2 separate regions of the Columba livia genome follow, and region 1 is linked to region 2. Evidence: chromatin contacts called from public Hi-C data. All regions are on one chromosome and are shown on one strand. Each heading gives the region's core, a stretch centred on a gene start, on an enhancer-like site or on the middle of the called end of the contact. The rest is flanking DNA. Distances are from core to core; before and after follow the strand shown. Region 1 has its middle 14 kb from the start of MAPK1. Region 2 holds the start of PPIL2 (peptidylprolyl isomerase like 2).

Evidence for each region. Hi-C and Micro-C count contacts between places; a contact is called where the count stands out from the background.
Region 1: a contact with region 2 is called in a Hi-C map of liver, with 6 times the contacts expected there. The contact joins the enhancer-like site here to the promoter of PPIL2 in region 2. A contact is called at or near these places in 2 of 2 Hi-C or Micro-C datasets (crop and liver).

Annotation. Positions count from the first base shown.
Region 1 is chr17:8,152,653-8,157,589 of bColLiv1.pat.W.v2, reverse strand. No RefSeq gene overlaps it. Among named protein-coding and RNA genes, the nearest start is that of MAPK1, 14 kb to the right of the region's middle. Within about 2 kb of position 2,594, at least 1 of the 3 cell types and tissues checked has an H3K27ac peak away from gene starts, as active enhancers do.
Region 2 is chr17:7,968,396-7,973,113 of bColLiv1.pat.W.v2, reverse strand. PPIL2 (peptidylprolyl isomerase like 2) reads right to left here and starts at 2,286. Exons shown (of 20, transcript XM_065033074.1): 1 at 2,129-2,286; 2 at 1,990-2,039; 3 at 891-936. The coding sequence starts at 2,160. LOC102087493 (protein HIRA) reads right to left here. Exons shown (of 25, transcript XM_065033072.1): 25 at 3,753-4,718. The coding sequence ends at 4,605.

The DNA.
Region 1 (4,937 bases), core at 1,345-3,844, 180 kb before region 2:
CCCTCTTGCCTCTGGCCAAAGCGAAACAAAAAGCAGTGGGAAAAGTGATGTTGCCTGTTGCCACAAATTGTTCAAAAGAGCCCCTTGCATATTGTGTCATTCCCGTAATATTTTCATCTTGCTGGTAGGAACTGGAAAGCTGAGTGGGGAAAATTTCTGTCTCTTCCAACTAAAATTATTCCACGATTCTATCATAATACCTTCCTTCCTTTGCCTTATCTTTTAAGAAGTTGCTGTGTCTCTGGCACTAATGCTGTTTTGATTTTTACTGGTTAAAATGCAGGCGGGTGGTTCAGGCTGAGGTGCCGCTGTCCGATACCAGATCTCTGGTAATCCCAACAGCAGTAATTTGGGGAGAGTGCAAAAAACCTTTTATATGGGAGGCGGGGAAGAAGTCGTTCATGTAAAGAGGGGGACATAACCAGTATAGCTTAGAAGAATGTTCCGTTTTGCACCTCGTAGACAAGATTTAAAAAATTCCAAAGCCTTGTTTCTCTTTATATAAGATGTAAAAGGTAATGGTGTGTTTATCAGGCTATAAGAGATACCTTAGTCTAGAGCCCAGTTCCTTTACGAAACCAAGTTCAGGTGTCAGTGTGTGGAAAGAAAGAAGAAAAAAAAAGAACAATGGAACTGAAGACACTTCAGGCTTTCCATATAACTAATTATAGTTATTTAAAATCTTGTGCAAAGTCTGTGCTTGAAAAAGTTCTAAGTTATAATTAAGTTAAACTGCTAACGATGGATCTAATTGTTGGGTTACAGACGGGCGCAGGTAATGCAAGTTGGGCCACTGACATCAGATATTTCACCCAATTGCTTTCTGTTGATGCAGCTAATTCCACACAACTGTTCCAGCAGCTGGAATGACCGGCATGGGATGAAGCGTGGATGTATGTCAAGAGTTTTCCCTGACAGAATTAACTGGCCAAATGTCTGTGGTCTTTAAAGGTACCGTGTCCTTAGTGTTGGCTCTCAACAGGCTCCCTGGAGCACAGCTGCTTTAGCACTGCTGCTGTTGAAACCCCTGCTGGCGAGGGACTCGAGGTGGGAGAATGAATTAGATGCCGAAATGGCTTTGCCAATTCCCCCTTTCTATCGTATCAGTCACCTGAAGTCTCATATTTTTCTGAAAAGAATCATTGAAGAAAATGTCAAGTTCAACGGTGTAGGCAGGTTTTGTTGTTGCACTGGTGAGTCTGCTTTTGAAAACAAAAAGTAATCCCCTCCCACTCTTCCATGGATTTTCATCTCTTAAAAATGTTAGAAATATCAAATCGTACAGGGACAGACCTTCCCCTTTACTGCAGATCAGAAGCTGATTCGTTAGCTATATTGCTGATTGATGAGGACACTGAAGTAAACGTCAAACCCTAGACATGCAGTATTAAGGTTCCATTTAGAGTATTAAGGTTCCATTTAGAGTCTGAATACAGGGTGTTTGGAAGTGACTGCTTGAACCATTGAAACAACGTTCCTGCTCCACAGTGCACCATGCACTAACTGGAGGATTATGGAGCAAGTGTTTGGTTTTGGCCTGACATTAAAACCCTTGAAAAATAGTTCAAGTTTTCTTTCCCCATTATGTTCTTCCTCTTCAAAATGTCTGAGACTTTTTTTTTTTTTAATTGTAGCATTTTAATTGTTGTATCCCAATTAGTGTCTTGGTTTTGTCTGTTTTCTAAGTTAAATAAATTGTGGATCTGTATTCTCAGTCTTAAACCTTTTGGTAACTGGTGGCTGTCACTCTGTTACTGTTTATGTATTTATTTGGCAATGCTAGCAAGAGATTAGAAAGTGGTTGGTTTCTGCAGGGTAAAAGAGACAGGGCAACCAAGAAATTTAGTATTTTTTACTTTCAAGTAGTTTACTGAAAGGTTAATGAACAAAACCTTAATACAAATACTAACAAAAATTATTTGTTTCTCCCCCTGACTAATAACCACCTTTTGCAATGGGAAGAGATGCTGCAAAGGCCCGCCCCTTCCCTCAGAAAATTGCCTTCCAATATTTTCTTGTTAATGAAATTTTAAGTCAACAGGCTATTCCCAAGTAGCAATAGGCCAAGGCAGGATGTGCATTAGCGGGCTAATGGCAGGCGTCCCATGGCAATCCTTGAGCGCTGCCTGCATCACTGGGAGCACTTAAAGCCGGCTCTGCTAAAGCACTTCTTGTGCTCCCGCTGCCTCCTTTGGGAGACTGGTCCACTGACTAATAGATCTGAGTGTCAGGAAGTCTTTCCTGTTTGTCAGTCTTACTGATCTCAGTTCCAATATATATAAATGTAACTTCTTTGACTACTCTTTAATGAAAAATTTAAAAAGAAAGGCAAAAGGTTTTGCATAAAAAATTGAAACAAATCTTGTTTTTCAATCTTCACTGTAAAACTTGTAGAACGTGGGGTTTTAGTTAAATGCTGCCTGCATACGTTTTAGGCTGATGGCAGCAGGATCTGGAAGCTGGCTGGCATAAATCCGCTCATAAATAAAACTAGTGCATCTCGGAATCTGTCAGTGACCGATGTGTGTGTCTGTGACATGTACAGAAGCTGGCAGCTCGTGAAAGCCGAGCTGAGCTGCTCGGGGCTCAAGGGAAGTCGGTGAAGTTACACAATGCGCTAGTTGAGATGTCACGGGGAAGCCGAGGGCTGGGGTGTGGAGGGGAGACCACCGGGGCTGCGTTTTGCAAGGAAAGTGGTGTCAGCCCAACAGCCGCTGCAAAGCGCCCCGGCCGGGGCAGCGGGAGCTGCTCGCAGCCTTCGCCAGCGCAGAGAGCGGCCGCTGTGCAGGAAGCAGCCAGGGAGAGGTTTTCACAAGGACCTGTTGTTTGGTTGCTCAGATTATATCAGTGTTCTGGCTATTGAGAGGCATTTGGCCTTTGGGTTTTGCTTTCAGCTTTATTTATTTTTGCCTGTTCTCAATTCTCTTTGTGAATACCGATATTCTGAGTCACCCAGAATGATTTCTGCCTTCATTAAAGATTCCTTCCAGCTCCCCTTCAACTGCCTGTGGGCTGTAGCCTGCCCCTGCCTCCCCCTATGCACTTTGCTGCACATATTTAGCTCACAGTATTCCATCACTCATCAACTCCTGCAGCTCTGGCACTTGGATACCTTCAACCACATTAAACTGTATTGTACCTTTGGTTCTTTGCACAACTTGCATTCTTCACCTGACCTGTACTGTCCGTGCTACTTCTGAAACATGTTTGAGATACGGTGTGAGGCTGTAGTTTATCCTACCCCTGCAGCAGCCCTGCTTAGAGCTGATGGAGTAAAATGGTTAAACTGGGCATCCAAAACCTTTAGTCTCTTTCTGTCACACTGTGTCCTTCTTTGTCACCCTGGATAAATCCATTTACCTATTTGTGTCTTTGTTGCTTTGATATACATCGGGTTTTAAATTGTCTATGGTATCTACACCAAACACACAGGACGATGTTTCCATAAAACCAAAATTAAAAGATGCGATATAAAAAAAAAGTAATTGTATAGTTCTTTAATGGGTATTCCTACATGAATTGCTGAGCTCTGTGGCACTCCAAAGCTTGTGTATAAGAAATTCTACAAATCAATAAAGAAAATAACCTAGAAGGGAGGATGGGTCTCTTATTACAGCACTAAGCGTCGATACTGTAGATGTCTTAATGCTAGTTAATGGCTGTCCCTAATGGTATTCAAACAATATACATTTGCTTTAGCTTTTTTCAAAGTCCAGATGAGCTGCTCAGCGCTCTCTTAATGATGCGAATTATTTAATGCTCATTTGTATGCAGTATGCTCCTGCTCTGAAAGTACTTCACAGAATTCAAGCCAAATTCAGCCTTGCAGCTCCACTGAAGTCAGTGCTTGTCTGTGCATCTGTTGGTCGCTTTTCTTTTTGTTGGTTTGTTGTTTTTTTTTTCCTTGAAGAGTTAACTTCTTGTTATGTTCATTTTATTTTTAAAGGTAATATCAGCAAAGGGCTTTTAGTCCCCCTTCTTTCCTCCCAAAGAAGTAGCTGTAAGTATCAATGCAATTCTGTTGATTTTCGTATCTCTCTCTTAACCCCTGCAAAAGGAGGACAGGCTAAGCAGAATATAATTTTTTGTGTGTTATTTTCTTTCCTCTACTTTGCACCTCCTAAGCACAGTTTTGGTGATATCTGGCACTTCGCCCGAAAATCATCCTGCAAAGAATCTCTGCCATCTGATGTATGCAAGATATTGAGTTCCTCTCTGCGGCCCATTTCAGTTTAACACAACACAAACCGATGGAGGCCCAAGTCATGTACAATCCTGCAGGTTAGTTATGCCCAGTATAACAATGTCAGGATTCTCTTTTTTTATAGCTGGGAGCAATACGGCATGGGAGCCTGACCTGGTATTTTGAATTAAAGTAGCAGCTGAAAGGTGGAACAGGCATTGTTACTTCAGGTATATACTCATTTTTTTAGTGTTGGACTTCACAACTGCAATATTCTTATAATGTAATTTTTAACTCATCCCGTTTTTAACACACACACATTGAAAAAAAATAAAAAATAATCTGCAATCATATTATTCACTCCCCCTGGTACAGCACAGACCCACAAACATCTACTGCCTGCGTGGAACGGTGGAAAAGCATCCCTGCTAGATGTGCACGTCACTAGAACGGGCAGAGACATTTCTTGTCAGCTGTTAGATATTTGCTGGCAGCACAGGGATGAGTGTTGAAACGTGAGAATAATGGGTTCATTTCCAAGCTCCAGAGCAGATGAATCTAGATGCCCTGTTGCCCTGTTTTACATAATATTGCTACAGTAAATGGCTGCTTCCCCTCTCCCTTTGCTGCAGTACTGTCCTCCTGCTCCTGCCGATGTTCATCTTGAGGTTCTCTGCAGGCAGCTCCTTTCCTGCTCCTCCCTCCCCACGCTTGCCCATCCCTTTTGGCCTGCATCCCTCTTCCCTCTCTCCTG
Region 2 (4,718 bases), core at 1,037-3,536:
TAGCAAAATCAGTTGGAATTTGCGATGACAGAAGCAAATAACGTTTTGCTGATTCATTTACAAATTAAAGCCAATGAAAATACTGAGTGGCTGCCAAAACCCACTACCTGATTCCACAGAAATTAGGTTAACACAAAATTCATGAAAGAAACTGGTGCAGTTCAGTAACTCGTAGCTGTCGGCACTCACAGCCAGAGAGGCAGATGCTCTAGTGCTCTCCAGCCAGCTCCCATTGCCATATCGGGCCCCAACAGCACAAAAGACGGTTCAAGTAGAAACGGTCACTTCTTTGTGCTGAAACATTCAGCATCCCCTGCAGAGGTTCTGCCATAACCCACCCAGCTCTCACCCGAGTAGCAGTAGTTTGTAGATATGGATGGTAACTTCTTGAACTATTTGATTTACAGGATTTCTAACCCACCTCTACTAAATTCCCTCTTTCACTCTAGAACTTCAAGCAGGAAACACTAAACCCCCAAAATGAGCATAAATATTGCTTCGATCTATCTGATCACTGCCTCAGAGAGCAAATGATTGATGAAGCATGTTCTGGCTACAGAAATGGGGCAGTAGATTTGATGGGAAAGTAGATTCGAGTCCCAATTACACAGATTTGAAAGACCAGAATGTACCCGATAATTGTTCTGAATTATTTTTTCACTTGTGTGTTCTTTTAGCCATCAGATTCAACCTCTGCAGACACCAATAACAGAAGGTCCATATATTGTTTTGCTTCTTGTATTTTTTTCTTGCTGCATTACTATCACAGCAGGCACAGGTCAATGAAAGTAACAACCTCGGAAGAACACGGCTTCAGTAACAGTTCAATGTCAACCACCTGATGGATGGATGTGTCGTTTAATAATGATAATGTAAATTTCCTGTCTTACCTGCAGTGATCAAATGATAAACGCCTGAAATTAGTTCGTGGAAGGTCTGTTTATGGGAAAAACACAAAGCAAACCTTGATTTTAATAAATATATCGTATTTTAGGTAACAAAGAAACACTTGAAAGTTACATTTTGCTACATACATGGTGGCAACTTACTGATGACAAAGTGAAATGCACTAAAACTTGCAAAACTGTAACTAAAATCAGACTTGTCCTGCAGAGCACAAGTAACTCCTCAAGTGAAATTATACAGTCAGAAAAAAAAAACAACACACAAAATGAAACAATGAAAAAAAACAACAATAATAACAGCCACAAAATCCAACAACAACAACAACAACAAACCAGAGTTCTGGCAGGCCTACAGCACCAAGTTTAAACTTGATGATGAACAGTTTAACTGCCTCCAAGCACACAGTGAATGAGGGGACAGCTCCTCTGGGAGTTAAACCCCAATTTCTGCCGGTCTCAGGAGGATCCGCAGGGCTGGTTTTAGGACTTTCAGTTCCAGCAGGACAGGGAACTGCTGGAGAGGGTTCAGCGCAGGGCAACAAAGATGCTGAAGGGAGTGGAGCATCTCCCGTGTGAGGAAAGGCTGAGGGAGCTGGGGCTCTGGAGCTGGACAAGAGGAGACTGAGGGGTGACCTCATTAATGTTTACAGATATATAAAGGATGAGTGTCAGAAGGATGGAGCCAGGCTCTTCTCGGTGACAACCAATGATAGGACAAGGGGTAATGGGTTCAAACTGGAACACAAAAGGTTCCACTTAAATTTGATAAGAAACTTCTCAGTGAGGGTGGCAGAGCCTGGCCCAGGCTGCCCAGGGGGGTTGTGGAGTCTCCTTCTCTGCAGACATTCCAACCCGCCTGGACACCTTCCTGTGTAACCTCATCTGGGTGTTCCTGCTCCATGGGGGGATTGCACTGGATGAGCTTTCCAGGTCCCTTCCAACCCCTGACATTCTGGGATTCTGTGACCCGCAGCTGCAGAGCCCAGGGGGTCAGAGGCCAGTTCGGGGGGAGCCCAGACCCCCCCGCACCCCAGTGTGGTCACCCCACTGGACTCGGGGTTCACCCCTCACCCCCGCCCCTTACCTGCTTTCTTGCCCCCGTAGAACTGCGTGTACTCCGCGCACGTGATGTACCTGCCGAGACACGGGGGTGAGACACGGGGTCACTCACGGGGGTCACTCACCAGGGCCGCAGCCCCCCCGCCCCGCCCTCCCCCGCTCACATCTTGTCCTTCTGGTGCTGCCTCTTCCCCATGGCGGCGGCTCGGCCCGGGGACCCCCGGGAACGCGGCTCCTCCGGCTCCGCCGAGCCGCCCGCACCCGGACTCCTGCGGCCGCGGCTCCTTCCGGTGCGAGTGCGGCGGCGAAAGGCCCCGGCGCGGAAACACGGGCGGCGAGCGGCGTTCCGGGGCCAGACGCCTGCGAGCTGCGCGCCCGCTAAACCCGGGTTTAGTTCAGTTTTTGCTGGAGCTCTTACTGGATCCTCCCTCACCGGCGCCAGGGCAGGGACGCCCTGAGGGAGTTTTGACGGGTGTTTTGAGCCACGATGTAGAGAGAACGTCTAATCCTCCCTGGGACCTGCCTCACTTTTCCATCCAAACCATTAATTAATAAAAGCTCGGTTGTTCAAAAGAGCCCAAAAGAGCCTGCTTCCACTTTCACGCTGAAAGTGTTCCTCTTTGGGTTTGCTGCAGGCTTCCTTTGATAATGTAACACAGCCTTAAACAGTTTTCAGAGCCTGCATCTGAAAAAAAAAAGATACTAAATATAAGCAGAAAATGCTAAAATATCCAATTTAAGAAAAACATCCATCTTCATTTAAATAAACTTTGTTGCGTGGAATTTACATGTGAGATTGCCATAGGAAAAAAAACAAACAATCCTGTGTGCGTTGGGTGAATGGCAGTGACAGAACTTTCCAAGAAAAAATGAGTACAAAAACCTATATAGTGTCTAATGTGGAGACAGGTCTTCATAAAAAGTATTTCAGCATTTAAATCCTATTAAGCAGCATTCATTACAGACTGGTACAAACAGCACAAGGCTGAACAGAGGATGGCCAGAATCCAAACATCTTGCCTTCTGCAGGAGGAAAGAGCCACCTGCCTCACAGCTTTCACTTATCAAATGTCTCCAAAACTACACATGCTCGTTTGTTCTTTCCTCGTTAAACCACCATCCTGGCAGCTGCCTACACAGAACCGTCGAGAGTCAAAATCCACGGGAGCTGATAGCCAGACTGCCACAGACTGCACCAGGCTCTGGACCAGACCCACCTTTTCCCCAGAACACGGTGTCTATCTCCCATTTTAATCATTTCAGCGGGTTGTTTACCTGCATACACGTGTGCAAGATGAGCACAATCTGCTCTGATCACAGATGTCCCTGCTCGCTGCAGGAGGTTAGTCCCTCCCAAGCCAAACATTCTATGGTTCTATGATTCTGCTTTATGAAGAAGATGATGCCAGTTCCCATGAGCGTAGACTAACTGGCAACAGCACGTGAATCTTCGTCATAGTACAATTTACCTTTTTGGACTATGGGTCAGGGGAGCTTGTGTAGCTCTTCTTACCACCTTCACTTTCCCCATCTGGTACACATGAGATTGCCATAGAAAAACGAAAGTAATCCTGTGTCTGTTGGGTGAATGCAGGAGGCAACAAAACCCTCCAAATGAGGGGGTTTATTGCCTTAAAGATCCTTCCCTCTAGGATCCAGACAACCATGTAACTTTCAGAGGAAAGATCACCCAGTTGGTATTATTTATTTCTAGACATTTTAACATGATTCAGTCTGCGTTGACATTTCCGGAGGTGCCTGTGCCCTCTGTAATAATTCAAGACCATGTTTTTGCTTTTTGTTTTTTTAAACCAATGCAATGTTCATTTATTTTTGTACTTACAAAAAGAGTCACCCCATTGTATCCCACCCCCTCCCCCCAAAATGCCTTTTACAAACATTTAAAAATTAAAAACCAGAAGATGACATGTTAATTTGGTAGAATTATTTTGAAACATAGCTTTTGTAATTAGAGTTAAATTTCCTACAAGATGACTTTGTAGAGATAGCCTGATTATTGGCCAAATAAAATTCCATATTACAAGTTAGCAAATTCTAGTACAAAAATAGTCCATGTGTTAGAACAGCCTCTTATTATTATTATTATATTCACAGGAAAGAGTCTATTGGCTGCATAATACCTTAATATTTATGAAATTTCTTTTTACGTGGCTCATTCATCTAATTTAGTGTTGAGCCTCAATAAATCCTCAGGCAAAAAACCCTAAACAGGGTTAAATATGCTGTTCAGTGTACTCTGAAGTACTGTGCTTTTCACAGGACATCCAAGAAACCCCACAAACAGTTCTCAGCTAGTTTTGATATTAAAATGAGATCCAGATCCAAAAGGACCCCCCCTGAAGTACAGATCCACGACTTTCCACAGAAACAGAGGCCACAGCTTCGATGGGGAAGTTTCACTTGGGAAACGGTCGAGCTCATCCACTCATTTTCACGAATCCACTTGCGAGCTTCTTTAAAAACTAAAGCAGGTCACTCCTGAAGCTCTGGGACCCTCCTGACTCTGCTCTCTTCAGGAATGTCCCCACTGACCGGGTTCTCGCTCCTCTTCTGTCTCTGGTTAATGCTGTTCAGCAGTTTCTCTCGGACCAGGCCCCGCAGGGAAAATCTGGGGGAATGCTACTTGTCTCTCAAGATGTCTAGCTGCTCTTGATATTCTGTGAAAAGCCTCTGGAATCGGAGGTTCTGTCCAATAACAGGAAGAAGCTCTTTCAATAGTTCTCTCTTTCGTAA